2 separate regions of the Pan troglodytes genome follow, and region 2 is linked to region 1. A link is a contact called in public HiChIP or PLAC-seq data. All regions are on one chromosome and are shown on one strand. Each heading gives the region's core, a stretch centred on a gene start, on an enhancer-like site or on the middle of the called end of the contact. The rest is flanking DNA. Distances are from core to core; before and after follow the strand shown.

Region 1 (7,448 bases), core at 2,469-4,968:
TTCTTTTTAAGACTCTTCTTATTTTTGAATGGCACTCTTCCAAATGAATTTTTAAATCATTTTATCAAATTCCTAAAAGTATCCTGTTGGACATTTGATTAGAATTATACTGGATAGGCTGCGTGTGGTGGGTCACACCTGTAATCCCAGCAATTTGGGAGGCCAAGGAGGGAGGATTGCTTGAGCCCAGGAGTTTGAGACTAATCTGGGCAACATAGCAAGACCCCTCTCTACAAAACTTTTTAAAAAAATTAGCTGGGCATGGTGGTGTGCACCTGTAGTCCTAGCTACTTGGGAGGCTGAGGCAGGAGGATAGCTTGAGCATAGGAGGTCGAGGCTGCAGTGAGCTGTGACCACACTACTACACTCCAGCCTGGGTAACAGAGCAAGACCGTGTCTCAAAAAAAAACAACAATAAAAAACCCAAAAAATTATACTGGATATATAACTTACTTTTAAAAGATAATTATACATTCTTTCAACCTTGGTATTTAATTTAAAAGTAGATTGCTTTTTTATTTCAAACATTGTTATTTCTCATAAGTCTGTCATGATTCTAAAATTTTTTTTAGAGAAGGGATCTTGCTGTGTTGCCCAAGCTAGCATGCAGTGGCTAATCACAGGCACAATCATAGTCCACTACAAATTATATCATTTTTAAAGTATGTCTTATAACTTTTGTTTATATTTTACATTATGTATGTATTTATTTTTTTTAAATAAAGATGGGGTCTTGCTATGTTACCCAGGCTGGTCTTGAATTCCCAGGCTCAAAGAGCCCTCCTGCCTTGGCCTTCTAAAGTGCTAGGATTACAGGCGTGAGCCACCATGCCCAGCCAGTTTTATAAATTTATTTTAGTGTTTATTTTTAGCTACTTAAATTTCTGTGGCTACTGTAAGTGGGATGGATTTTTATATTGTATTTTCAAATTGGTTATGATAATACATGAGAAAGCTCTTGATTTTCGTATTTTTATTATTATTATTATTATTATTATTATTATTGTTATTTTTGAGACAGGATCTCACTCTGTTGCCCAGGCTGTAGTGCAGTGGTGGGATCATGGCTCACTTCAGCCTCAACATCCTGGCCTGAAGCAATCCTCCCACCTCAGCCTCCAGAGTACCTGGGACTACAGGTGCATCCCACCATGCTTGGCTAACTTTTTTATTGTTTGTAGAGAAAGGGTTTCACCATGTTGCCCAGACTGGTATTGAACTCCTGGACTCAAGTGATCTGTCCACTTCGGCCTCCCACAGTGTTGGCATTACAGGCATAAGCCACTGTGCCCCACCCCCCGTATGTTAATTTTATAACTAGTTATCTTAATTTATCTTTTATTGCCTCTAAAAGCTTTTCAGTTGATGCTTTGGAGTTTTCATATTATTTGCAAACAAATGACAATCCTGACTTATTTACAGTACTTAATTTCTTATTTCTATTTTATATCTAATTGCATTGGCTATCGTTTCTATTGTTACAATGTGATGGTGAACATTCTTGCCTTGTACTTGACTTCAATAGGAATAATTACGATGTTATGTTATAAAGGAAGTGGCTGGCTTTAGTATAACATATATATATTTAAATTATTACAAATTCTAATTTTTATTGGGAATGATGCTGGACTTTACAAAATCCTTTTCAGCATCAACTGAGATCCTCATAATGTTTTCCTCCTTTGACTTATTAATATAATCAAGCATATGAGAAAATTTTCTGTTATTGAACTATTGCCATAACTATACACATGAAATAATTTCTCTTAATTTTGTTATATTATTTGTAATGTAGTGCTGGGTTCCATTTGTTAGTATTGTCTTTTAGAGTATATCCAAAAGGAATTTAACCTGTAGATTTCCCTTGTGTGTACTTTTTAACAGATTGTATTTTAAAACCAGTCTTTCAGCTCATCCAAAACAGAGGGATTACTGGTGAAAATGCCTTGAGGGCAACCACCTGAAATGGCCTTAATAAAAAAAAAAAAACACGAAGAAGAAAAAGAAAAGGAAAAAAGCTAACAACACTGTGGTTTGTCTACTTTTGCGGAAATTTACAACACTATACTTGCTATACCTTCTTTCTGATGTGAATCCACAAGCTATTGCAGCCATTAATTAAGGATATTGCTTTTCTTTCCAATAAATACATGAACTTTCTTTCAGAGGCAAACAGAGACAGATGTTTCATGAAAGTTTCTGTTCTTCCCAACCTGCCTTTCCTACCTCCCTGATAGATGATCCAGAACATTTAAAAATTGGGGAAGAACTGAGAAAAGGGCTCCAATCATCCACTTGTGTTTCCAATCCAAGGAGCCTGGCCTGTTATTTACTTTCACCACTCATCCCTGCTGCTGCTCTTTAGTTTTTGTTGTTCCCCTCAACTGACTTTCCTCATCTTTGCTGCATTCATCAAAGCCCAGTGTAAATTCCCCTCTTCCATAAACTGAGGAATCCAGCCCATTTTACATAGCAAACTTTCTCTTAGCTGCTACCTACTCAAAGTTTGGCTGCACATTTTAGCTATAATTGTTCTCAAATTGTTTCAGGAGTGCTAGTTTTCTTTCTTAGGCTCCAGGTTAGCTCCTTGGGAGCGGGGACTTAGCTTGAAATCCTGCTGTGTATTTTCCGTTGTGTTTAGCCCTATGAGTAATCACATTCAATGCATACTTGTAAGGCATATTTGACTGAAGATATCTATCATAGTTATTCATTTAGTAAATGATATAATGAAAACTCAAGTGCTCGCCAAAGATAAATCATTACTATTAATTCCCTCATTCATCATACATGTATGGCAGCCTCAGGGGCTAGGGAACCTAGGATTGCTGCTTTGACTTTTTTTGGGGAAGCCAAATAAGCCTCAGATCTCTCCACTTTGGAGCCAGCCATGAAATTCAGATTTACCTAGGGCTCAACATTAAGGGTCTCAGACTAAATTTATCTTCAGGTACCCTTTCCAGAGTGGACCAGTTTACCTTATACCTCTGAGAATAACCCAAAACTTTCAAAACTCAAATCACAGGATATTATTTGTTCATGAATTCAGCAAGACTCTCTTGTTTAACTATTGAAACTCAAATATTTCGGCTTGCAGCAAGGAGGGGTATAGCTGTCTGGATATACCTTGGCCAAATTTCAGTGTATATAGAAAAGTGGGAGGTTATCGACTATGTTAAACCTTTTCCTTAAATTTTCGAACTTCGGGATTATTTTAGTCTCATAGATAAAATAACAAGGCAAGTATTTACAAACTTTTTTCAAAAATATGAGAATTTGAGTTTTCCCTAGGGCATTTGGCGTTGTGCTGTCACCACACTTTTGAAGATAGCTTTACAACCGTGGGAAAACTCACCGGGCTTTTTTCGTTGACCCCGCAATTTCTAAGTTGCTATATTGCTGCAAGGAGCTGGCAAAGCCATGCTCTTCCTCTCTCCTCTTCCTTTCAAAGACCAAAGCGCCCCGTGAGAATATAGAAACAAGGCTGAGAGGCAGCGAAGAGTAAGGGAGGAGCCAGCACTTACGCATTTTTCACTCTCCTCCTCACTCCCTAGGGTCATAGTTTTGATTCTGAAGTTAGAAGTGTGGGGGTCGTCGGCTGCATTTTCAACTTGGCCTAAAAGTTGGAGTTCACACTGCAGGCGCTAGGAACTCTGCCGCTCGGTCACCAACCTGAGCCTCTGGCTAGTCCGAAGAACGCGAAAAGCCAGGCCCAAGGCACTGGTTGTCATGGCAACCGGGGCGCTGGTCTCCCTGGCGACCTCGTCCCTAGGGAGGAGGTGGAGCTGGATGCCAGGCGGGCCAATGAGGTCGAGGGGAGCTCGGGGTGGGAGATCTGCGGTCCTCCCAGTGCCGGGGAATGGTTGAGTGACAGGACCGGGGGGGCGGAGCCGGCGCGGCTGCCCGAGGTGGAGCCCCAGTGGTGCGAGTAGCTCCAGCGGCCACGCTGAGGCGAGGGTGACACACCATGCTCACGGCCCCTGGAGACCGTCGTGCTGGCGAGCCGTGCTCCGTAGCTCCCCGGTCCGCCTCGGCAGCGGTCAGAATCGCCTACAGGAGTTGAGCCGCCCGCGCCAGAAGGTTTTGGCGAAGCTCTTGGAGAGGCGTCGAGCACAGTAGGGCGGCTGGGGTGCGTTGAGCGCTCGGGGGTCAGGCAGTCGGCCGGGATCGCCGCTGGGGAGCGTTTCCGAGGCGAGGAGGAGGAGGAGGAGATGCTGCTCCTCTTCTCCCCCTCCCCAGGCTCCTTCTCCAGCTCCTTCAGCCCACGCCCGCAGCCGCTTGTGGGAGAAGAGGTGGTGGCTCTCGGCGCCCGCGGCGGCTGCCGGCGGCCCGCCCCGACGCCGCGTCCCTGCAGCCCTCGCCCGGCGCTCCAGTAGCAGGACCCGGTCTCGGGACCAGCCGGTAAGGACGAGAGCCGCCCTGGGCTCTGCGCTGCTTGTGCAGAAGTGCAAAACAAAGTACATTGCGCTCGTTCTCTTCCTCCTCTCTCTGCTTTCGCTCCAGTCCCTAAACCCAACTCCTCGGTTGCCCGGGTAGAAGGAACTTTTCTTTGGTTTTGGTGGTGGGTGTTTTTGTACGTTAGAGTGGGGGTGGGGTGACTGGAGTGGGGAAGAATGAGATGAAACTCCATTGCTAATTAGGTAGATCCATCTCCTCTGCGGAAGAAAGCCGGATTCTCGGGAATGAAACCCACAGGGGGAGTAAGAGATTGTGGGGTAATAGGGAGTGACATTGCCCCGTCGTGCTTGCACAGCTCCGCTCTGTGCGTGCTTAAGGGAAGGGCTCCCGGAGTCTGTTTCTAATTTCTGCAAATGATTGTGGAGATGGTGTGGTTAGAGGCCGCCCAGAAGAATGTGTATGTGTAAGGGCTCGAGAAGGGGGTGGGATGGCGGGGAAGCAGAGGAAGAGGGGGCAGAGGGAGAGACACTGTCTGATGCAAGCTCTTTTATTGCTTTTCTTCTGCTTGCTAAAGTTAACACTCTACCCTCCGGCCCCCTAGCCCCACCGCTTTGCTCATTACGTGATACTGTAAGAGCAGACAGCTGGGAAGCTAAAGTTAAACCAAAGTCAAGAAAATTCTTACAAAGTTTAATTTCCTTCTGTTGTGAATATAATGGAGAGAGGAGGATGGGGAGAAATATCACTAAGAGATTTACAGCAATACAGTTTTCATTGGCCATACACGTATATGATCGACACCACCGCACACTTCCAACTAATCTGTTCGACAGCCTTGTGTCATTTTCATTTAATTGCATCTTTGAAACAACAAACGCGGTGACTTCATAGGGAGCTGCCTGGAGCTGAGCTCCCTCGCAGAAAATGGGGCAATCGGGTTTGTTTTCAAGGCAAGACCTGAACAAAATGTAGGACACCTGATCTGTGGGATGAAGGGCGCTGGTAACTAATTATAAATTTTAAGATTTTAAAATTTATATCTAGAAAGTTTACTAAAGGATGGGGGGGGGAAGTAAAAGTGCATGTATTATGAAACAAGCTTAGGTATTTTCCTAAAGTCTTGATGACTGTGTTGGCAGGGTCCAGGTGAAAACTTGCTTCATGCTCATTGGCTGCTTGTAGTGGTGCCAAGATACAAATTATTTCTCGTTTTAATATCACTAGGAGCATTTTTTAGTAAATTCATACATATATTGATTTAGTAAATTTATACAGAGGCGCACTGACTGACGTCCAATCTTGTTTATTATACTTTGTTCATAACATTGTGTTCTACTTGATGTTCTAGAGGCTTTGTGGGAGTATGTGTGGGGAGAGGATAGGATGGAAATTAGAACTAAAAACAGAAAAATATTTGAGGTTAGTTGTTAAGAAAAGGACTGATTTCATAGTGTTTTTCACTTTTACAATTAGAGAATGATAGCTTGCTTTACCATTATGTAGGTTTATCTTTGAATTTGCATTTGTCCCACCATTTTTACTTGCATGTAAAGCCTAGTTATATTTTGGAGGGTGATTACCAGCATCCAAAAATATAAATGGCTTTTCATGTCACAAGTAACATACACGCACACCATTAAAACCAGTGTCAATTTAAAAGTCAGATTTTAATGCTATGATGGGGTCACGTTATAAAACTTACGTCATCTTTTTGTTGTTGTTTTTGAGGGCTGCCTCCTAAATACGGTATGTGAATGTGGGAATTAGCTAATCATTTGTTTTGGAGTAGATAATATAAATGATAGGTGTTCATCTTTAAATGAATGAAATTTATGTATTCTTTGTTATTGAGAAAAACGGGTGTTGATTTGTTCTGTCTTTAATGTGTTAAGGATTGGATGGGGAAGTGTTGTAGCTTCTCCCATATCAATGGAGTGTATATTTTTCCAGCTCATCTTAGTGCCCAGCCCCAAATGTACTGGAGAGAAGGACTGTAAGGGATAAACTATTACTTCTTTTTTTTCCTCTTCACCCTCTTCTTTTGACAGAGGGTGTAATTTTTAAATAAACCCCAAAACATTTTTATGCATAATTAAATTATAATTAACACCATTTGAAATGAAAAAGAAACACAACCATACTCCAAGCCAGTGCATTTAGTAGTTACTCCTGTCAACATATTCTTGTTTTGGAATATGCTTTGGGAGAACTCTGTGTGGTTCAAAGTATTCTCCTGTTTGCCTCTGATGCAACCAAGTACGACTCATTTGAGTTAATATCACTTTACAAGGTAGGGGCCTGAGAAAGGAGAAAAGATAATGGGTCTTAGGATAGAAGAATCAGTGCTGATGGAAATGACGAGAATCTTTTGGGCTGGGCTTCCTTTTTTTTTTTTTTCCCTGAAAAACTCTCTTTTAATTTGAAAATTAAAATGGGTCAAATAACTTAGGAACTAAATGTTTTAAAGATAGCTTTTAAGATAGGGTCTCTGTTGCCCAGTTTGGAATGCAGTGGCTCGATCATGGCTCACTGCTGCCTCAACTTACCAGGCTCAAGCAATCCTCCTAACTCAGCCCCCAAAGTAGCAGGTACCACAGGTGTACAACACCACACCTAACTAATTTTGTTTATTTTATTTTATTTTTTTAAATAGATACAATGTATTGCTGTATTGACCAAGGCTAAAAGATAGCTTTTAATGAGTACATTAATGTAGGACTTTTAATGGCTTAAGTTAAAGTTGAAAGTTTCATACTAGCTGTAAATGTCCCATCAAAACTCCCATCTGTAAACTGCTTTGGGAGGTGGAGTTCTAATAATCCTTTGAGTTTGGGAAGAAAATGAAAACACCTTTAAGACCCTTATTCTTGTTTAGTGTCAGGCACTGTGAATAAGCACCCTGCTCTATCCTGCCCAACCCTGTTCCCAAGAATGTGTGACTGTCACTAATAGTAAGGCAGTAGGTGGGCCATTTCTTAGGATAAAAAGAGAACAATTCCTAAATAATCTTGTATAGAGGCTGGTGTAGATTTAAACCATAAACTTCACAT
Region 2 (7,739 bases), core at 3,227-5,726, 300 kb after region 1:
GCACAGACTAAGGTTTTGAGTGTGCAATCTGGGAATGGGGATGAAATTCCAAACTACAAATTCAAAATAACCACTATGAACCTTTAAAAATTGTTCTCTTTCACCTAATTCTGAAATTTGAAAATATCAGCTACATGTTTCTCATCTGCAGTCAATATGAGTTCAGCCTCATATGCATGAAGAAAGTGAAAGACCTGCTTTGGTCCAAGCAGGGGAAGTGACCATATCACACCAGCCACCCCTTTGTTTACCTGTTCCACCTTCCCCATCCTTTATCATCTAACTTTCAGGAGTGACTTAGAGTCTACAATTATTATAGATGTACTTGAACAAGTCACAAAAATATATGAGTGTTCATTGAAATGTTGAAGTGTCATTCGTTTAAACAACAGGCCGGGCATGGTGGCTTACGCCTGTAATCCCAACACTTTGGGAGGCTGAGGTGGGTGGATCATCTGAGGCCAGGAGCTCAAGACCAGCCTGGCCAACATGGTGAAATCCCGTCTCTACTAAAAATACAAAACTTAGCTGGGCGTGGTGGTGGGCACTTGTAATCCCAGCTACTTGAACCCGAGAGGTTCTGAACCCAGCTTGAACCCGAGAGGCGGAGGTTGCAGTGAGCTGAGATCATGCCACTGCACTTCAGCCTGGGTGAGAAGAGCAAAACTCCGTCTCAAAAAAAAAAAAAAAACATGGAAATAACCTTAATATCTATCAAGAAGAGCCTGATTAAACAAACTGTAGTACAAACATGTAATGAAAGAATAAGGATTGTGTTGATTTGGAAAGATAAGCAATAAAACAGTTATTGTTTACATAGCACCTACTACTAGGCACTGTTTTAAGCAGTTTACACACATGAACTCATGTAATTACTGCAACAACCATATGAAAGAGGCAGATGCTACTATTATCCTCAGTTTACAGATTAGAAAACTGAAGAGTAGGCTGGGCATGCTGGCTCATGCCTATAATCACAGCACTTTGGGAGGCAGAGGCAGGAGGATCGCTGGAGGCCAGAAGGCCAAGACCAGCCCAGGCGATGTAATGAGATCTCATCTCCACAAAAAAATCAAAAAATTAGCCAAATGTGGTGGCACAGGCCTGTGGTTCCAGCTACAAAAGAGGCTGCGGCAGGAGGATCACTTGAGCCCAGGAGGCTAAGGCTGAGACTGCACTGAGGTGATAGAGTGATACCCTGTCTTGATAAAAAATAAAGATCTCCAGCCGGGCATGGTGGCTCATGCCTGTAATTCCAGCACTTTGGGAGACCAAGGTGGATCACTTGAGGACAGGAGTTTGAGACTAGCCTGGGCAACAAAGTGAGACCCCATCTCTACCAAAAATAAAACAAATTCACCGGGCACAGTGGTGTGTGCCTGTGGTCCCAGCTACTCAGGAGGCTGAGGTGGGAGGATCACTCAAGCCCAGGAGGTGCACAACATTCCAGCCTGCGTGATAGTGTGAGACCCTGTCAGGAAAGAAGGAAAGAAGGGAGGGAGGGAGGGAGGGAGGAAGGAAGGAAGGAAGGAAACTGAGGTGCAGAGAACAACTTGCCCAAGGTCACAAAGCCATTGGTTGTGAAGTTGGGATCTGAACCCAGGAAGTCGGACTCCAGAATCAGTGCTCTTACCTATTAGGCTATACGAGATATATTAGAAAGGGGTGGGCAGAGCAAAGTTCAATATGATTCCATGTGTTAAAAAGACATATGTGTGTGTATACATGTGTGTATGTGTCTTGTGTAGCCGCAGAAATTCTAGAAAACATATAAGACATTTTACTTCTGAGTGGGAATCAGGAATGGGAATGGGGAGAGATAGCATTTTTATCTTCCTTTCATATGCTTCTATACTGCTAGAAAGTTTTTGGTGTATTGTTTTTACAATCTTTTAAAAACACCGAACCAAAAAAAGCCCCAGGTAAGGAGTTACCTTGGCAAATGAACTCCAAAGAGCGCTACTACCATTCTGTTCCTCTTCACTTGGCTATTCTTATAAACAGTATGATATCAAATACTTTCTTGAGAGAATGAAAGAGAAAGCCCTGGTGTTACAGAAATTGTTCATGATATAAAATTCTGCATAATTAAAACCACGGAATCAGTGCTTTAAGTCATTCTCCAGAAATAGGAAGATCTTCATATAATGTTTATAATGATACTTAGTATAGGCCGGGAGCGGTGGCTCACGCCTATAATCCCAGCACTTTGGGAGGCCGAGGCGGGCGGATCACGAGGTCAGGAGATTGAGACCATCCTGGCTAACATGGTGAAACCCCGTCTCTACTAAAAATACAAAAAAATTAGCCGGGCATGGCGGCGGACGCCTGTAGTCCCAGCTGCTGGGGAGACTGAGGAAGCAGAATGGCGTGAACCCGAGAGGCGGAGCTTGCAGTGAGCCGAGATCGCGCCACTGCACTCCAGCCTGGGTGACAGAGCAAGACTCCATCTCAAAATAATAATAATAATAAAAAAAATAATAATAATAATGACACTTACTATAGTGGTACTTGCCCATAGTTCAAGGTCTAAATACATACTAAACTGACAAAACTAAACAGAATGCAACAGTGAGTTTTCTCTGAATTTCTTATAGCTCTGGTTTTATAATCCCGCAGGGAATCCTCATTTACTTCACAGAATATTGTTTAAAAGACAAATTCATCTGATGCCTAATCAAACGTTTAAGAAAGGAAAAGACTGCACTACAATACCACAGAGTAAAACTACTGTGTGGTTGCAACACGTGCTCACTATGCGTTCACTGGATGACAGGCAATGTGAAAGTACTTCACATACACGACTTCATTTATAATCCACACCGCATAGTCAATTGTTATATGCATCTTGCAGATGCAGAGATCAAGGTACGAAGAAGATGGCCTTAGGGAGCTGGGGGCAGGGCCAGGCTTGGAGCCCACGTCTTCTTGATTGGAAAGCATGTGTTGTCCATCCACTGCCTGCCAAAGTATACAGGATATAAAAGCGACCCTTTGTACCAGCTAATTAGGTGCTCTGTTAAGATACATCTGACACCAGGGCATTTTTTTGGTAGACGTGGAGTATCTAAACAAAGTTTTTTTAAAGTTGTGGGTGGAAGCAGAAAATGCTGTCTTGGAACAAAAAGACTCCAAGTCTAGCCTTTGCATTTCCTTACTACAGGACTGTGACTTTGATCAAACTTCTCTGAACCTCAGTTTTCTCACTTGAAAGTGTTGTTGTGTTGTAAAGACCAAGTAAGATAATTAACTTATAAAAGCAGTTGCCAAAAAAAAAAAAAAAAAAAAAAAAAAAAAAAATCAGATCCCAGACACCTGAAAATACTTCACATAGCCCAGTATCTCATGGGGAGCACAGAGTGTCCAGTCCTTTTATTTAACAAAGACACTCCCCACCCCAGTCAATGCTTACCCTGATTTTAAAAAAAATAATAATAATACTTACACATTATAACAACTGCCCCGCAAAATGGTTTTCACTGTGTTCTTTCTTGGCACTCCATACGCCATGGTGAGTTATTACGGTATGATTTCGTTACATAGGTGCCTGATGGAATGTCACAGATAACTCTGTTCACTTTACCTGAAATGATGGCAACGCACCTAATTAATGCCTCTCACGTGAATATTTTGTAGCCAAATAATAGAAAAAAAAATTCTGAATGTCAGAAAGTCCTTAATAAGTGTTCATTGAACTGGAACCCCAAGTGTAAAACCGTGTTCTCTTTCATTTTTCCATGAACTCATTTTTTCATTTTTTGCCACCGAATAAGGAGAAAATGCCAGGTAAGTTTCGTCATCCTGAGACAAAGTTTCGGTGTCGCACTCTCTGCCCTTGCCTGAGCCTGCCAAACCAGCTCCAACACCGCTGCGCCAAAATGTGTCTGATCGTGGCAGTGCTGAGAGACCAAAGGCTCTGCCTGCACAGGAACCACCCGCCCCGGCCCGGGCACTTTGAGCAGAGCAATCCTTCCCAGGTTTTCCCTCATTCAAAACACTCAGCACCACTCCCGCGTCCCCGCCCTTGCACGCCGATTCGGGGCGAGTCCCCTTCCCTTCCCCGGACGGACGCGCAGGGCCCGGGAGGAACCGGTTCCCGGGACGGGTGGGGGCCTCGGCCGCCCACAGAGCCCGCGGAGAAGGGAACGGCCTCAGCCTCGGCTCCTTCCCACACCTGGGCCCCACCCTGCCTCCGACTCGCCAGGAATGCGCTGTGTGCGCGGGGCTTCCAGGGTGGCGGGTCCCCGCGAGCCGGCGCCGGCGGCCTGGTTACCCGGGCTCCAGGGGCTCGGAGGGTCGTGGCCGGGGTACTGAGGGAAGAGCGCGCTGCGCTAAGCGCACATGGCCGCGCACACGCCTCGGGGCCGCGCCGCAGGCACACGCCTCCTTCCCGCTCGCCGCGGGCGCCGAGTCTGGGGCTCCTCGCGTCACGCCGGAGCCTCAACAAAGGGCTTTGTGGGGCCCGCCCCACCCGCCAGGGAGGGGACGCCGGGCCCGGGAGACGCGCCCCGCGGGGTCCGCTCTCTGGTAACCGCGCCGGGGCAGGCCGCGCTCTCGGAATCCAGCCAACCAGCCAGAGAGGGCTGTAAGCCAGACCTTTCCTGGGAAGGACGCTTTCCAATGTAGGGGGCTGCATCCAAGCGATCTGGACTTCGTTTGGGGGCGCCATTTAAAGAAATGTACCCAGTCCTGGCTGCTGACATCTGGGGAACCGAAGCCGTGTTGCCAGCGTTCTCACACTGCAGTGGGTGAAGGCAGTGAGCTCAAAGACCACGTGTGATATTTTAGGTGTTCGTGTTCAGAGCAAGACAGCATCAATTTCTAAAGCCGTTATTACGCTGTGGTGATTTCGTATTTCTTCATTTGAATACATCAGATGGCCACCCCTTACGGTCAAATGAAACAAGCTTACATTTCCATTTTGAGTGAGGATTTTGATGTCAGAACTGGTTTGGAATTCTAGCTCTGGCACTTAAGATTTAACCTTAAGATTTCGCATGTCACTGCTCTAAGCATCAATTTCTTCATCTATAAAACAAGGATAATGCTCTACGTCTTAGAGGGTTGTTCTGAGGATGAAAGATCCTGCCCTGTGATTCTCCGCCACGTGATAAGTGCCTAATTGATTGTGAGCCTAAAAACAACTTTATGAAATAGGTAAGAGCGATACTACTCATTCCAATTGTGGAGCCGACGAATGAGTTCAGGGTGGTTAAAGGGCTGCCCAGAGTCACATGGCAAGTTCCAAAGCCAACTTTTAAAGATAAACACAGATGGGCCAGGCACGGTGGATGGGCCGGGCGCGTGTCTCACGCCTGTAATCCCAGCAATTTGGGAGGCCGAGAGGGGCAGATCACGAGGTGAAGGGGTTCGAGACCAGCCTGGCCAACCGACATGGTGAAACCCTGTCTCTACTAAAATGCAAAAATTAGCTGGGCGAGGTGGCGCGCGCCTGTCGTCCCAGCTATTCAGGAGGCTCAGACAGGAGAATTGCTTGAACCCGGGAGGCAGAGGTTGCAGTGAGCCGAGATGGCGCCACTGCATTCCAGCCTGGGCAACAGAGACTCCATCTCAAAAAAAAAAAAGATAAAACACAGTAACCTTTCCATCTGACAAGCAACTTCTGATCCTTCTAATTAGAGTAGGCTCGCAGGGCTGACCCATCTTTCAAAGGTGCTTTTGTGCCTCCCAGAAACTGGAAGGTGAGGACTCAGTCACTCGCTCTTCAGCATTTCTGCTTTACCACCAGTGAAAAGTGAGCACCGAGGAGTGACGGTGGGTGTTTTCTTTCCACAAAGAATGTTGAAACCCTCAATGGACTGTGAGACCAGTGTACTACAGATTTTGGCCTGAATTTTTATTTATTTATTTATTTATTTATTTATTTATTGAGATGGAGTCTCGCTCTGTCACCCAGGCTGGAGTGCAGTGGCGCCATCTCAGCTCACTGCAAGCTCCGCCTCCCGGGTTCACGCCATTCTCCTGCCTCAGCCTCTCGAGTAGCTGGGACTACAGGGGCCCACCACCACGCCCAGCTAATTTTTTTGTATTTTTAGTGGAGACGGTGTTTCACTGTGTTAGCCAGGATGGTCTAGATCTCCTGACCTCGTGATCCGCCCACCTCGGCCTCCCAAAGTGCTAGGATTACAGGCGTGAGCCACCGCGCCTGGCCTTTGGCCGGAATTTTAAAAAATGAGTTAGCATAGAATGGCGAATAAAATTAGAGTACATCACACAAATAAGTGTTAAGAAGGTATTATTTTGTGGCACTTTCATTTCTGTTATATACATATATATATACACATATACACATACGTGTGTGTGTGCTCAGGCTCAATGTACAGCCCTTACAATGGGTCTAAAAAATTTGAAAGGCACTTTCTTAGGTGATTTTATTTTAGAGATGAAAAAACAGAGACAGAGAAGTTATTTGAGGTTATATCCAGATAGGGGACAAGCCACCTTAGAAGGGAAGTTCCTCATGGTTCCATGGTAAGTTCTCTTTTTATAGTTGTAGAAATAGGTCTAGGGCCACACCAGAAGAGGTCAAGACTGTGATTTCTTTATACAGGAACTCCATTTCCAGCATATGCATAAAATTCCTGACAATTGTATTTAGTTATTTCCTGTGTGACTCACTGTGAACAAATATGGTGGACATTACTGTGTATGACTTCTGAGATAAGGTCATAAAAGGTATTGTGGCTTCCTACTTGCAGTCTCTCTTGGGTCACTTACCCTAGGAGAGACTGGCTGCCATTTGAAAGGACACTCAAGCTGCCTTATGGAGAAATTCATAAGGAATTGAGGCCTTTTGCCACCAACCATGTGATTAAGCCATCTTGGAAGCAGATGCTTCAAGGCCCAGTCAAGCCTTCAGATAACTTTAGCCCCAACTGAGGTCTTGACTTAAACTTCGTGAGAAATTCTGAGCCAGAACCACCCAGCTAAGTCACCCTAGGATTCCTGGCTCTCAGAAAATATAGGATAATAACTGTTCATCATAGTTGGGCACGGTGGCTCATGCCTGTAATCTCAACACTACGGCAGGCTGAGACAGGAGGATCACTTGAGCCTGGGAGTTCAAGACCAGCCTGGGCACCATAGTGAGACCCCATCTTTACAAAAAGTAGAAAAAAAACTTAGCTGGATGTGGTGGCACACACCTGTAGCCCCAACTACTCCAGAGGCTGAGGCAGGAGGATCCCTTGAGCCCAGGAGGTTGAGGCTGCTGTGAGCCATGATCACGACTGCACTCCAGCCTGAGTGGCAGAATGAGACCCTGTCTCAATTTTTAAAAAAATCATTATTTCCTCATTTTAAGCTACCAACTTTTGGGATAATGGTTACACAACAATAGATAGCATTAGACAGCAATAGATACCACTAAATATCTTATTGTAGAAGGAATGTTTTATATAGAGGAAAATGCTCATATTTTTATAATTAAGATTAATACTAAAATTAAAATGAACAGTAAAACACATTACACTTTACAGACATTTGCCATCCAGGACGACTTAAGATCCTTAACATTGTCAACACAAAAAAATACATGGCCTCTGCCACTTCCCCACATGTATTTTAAAATAATACAATTTTCTAGAAGGTGGATGTCCAAAAGAGATCTGGTTTTTCTCACAATGACTATTTCAGTATATCCTTTTGAAATATCAAATTCTTTCTACAATTTCTTCCTCTCTCTCTCCCTCTTTCCCTCTATTTCTATCGCTATCTCT

What was found. HiChIP or PLAC-seq counts read pairs in DNA pulled down with a chosen protein or histone mark.
Region 2: a contact with region 1 is called in an H3K4me3 HiChIP or PLAC-seq map of stem cell-derived excitatory neurons, with 9 times the contacts expected there. The contact joins the promoter of AFF1 here to the promoter of MAPK10 in region 1. A contact is called at or near these places in 2 of 7 Hi-C or Micro-C datasets (blood and stem cell-derived neural progenitor cells) and 1 of 1 datasets of contacts at active chromatin or transcription factors (stem cell-derived excitatory neurons).

Annotation. Positions count from the first base shown.
Region 1 is chr3:87,971,417-87,978,864 of NHGRI_mPanTro3-v2.0_pri, forward strand. MAPK10 (mitogen-activated protein kinase 10) reads right to left here and starts at 3,719. Exons shown (of 14, transcript XM_054683823.2): 1 at 3,525-3,719. It overlaps PTPN13 (protein tyrosine phosphatase non-receptor type 13), which reads left to right and starts at 3,465. Exons shown (of 45, transcript XM_063808935.1): 1 at 3,465-4,401.
Region 2 is chr3:88,268,815-88,276,553 of NHGRI_mPanTro3-v2.0_pri, forward strand. It overlaps AFF1 (ALF transcription elongation factor 1), which reads left to right and starts at 4,477. Exons shown (of 21, transcript XM_054683810.2): 1 at 4,477-5,157. C4H4orf36 (chromosome 4 C4orf36 homolog) reads right to left here and starts at 4,359. Exons shown (of 5, transcript XM_024356166.3): 1 at 4,274-4,359; 2 at 3,446-3,583. The coding sequence starts at 3,510.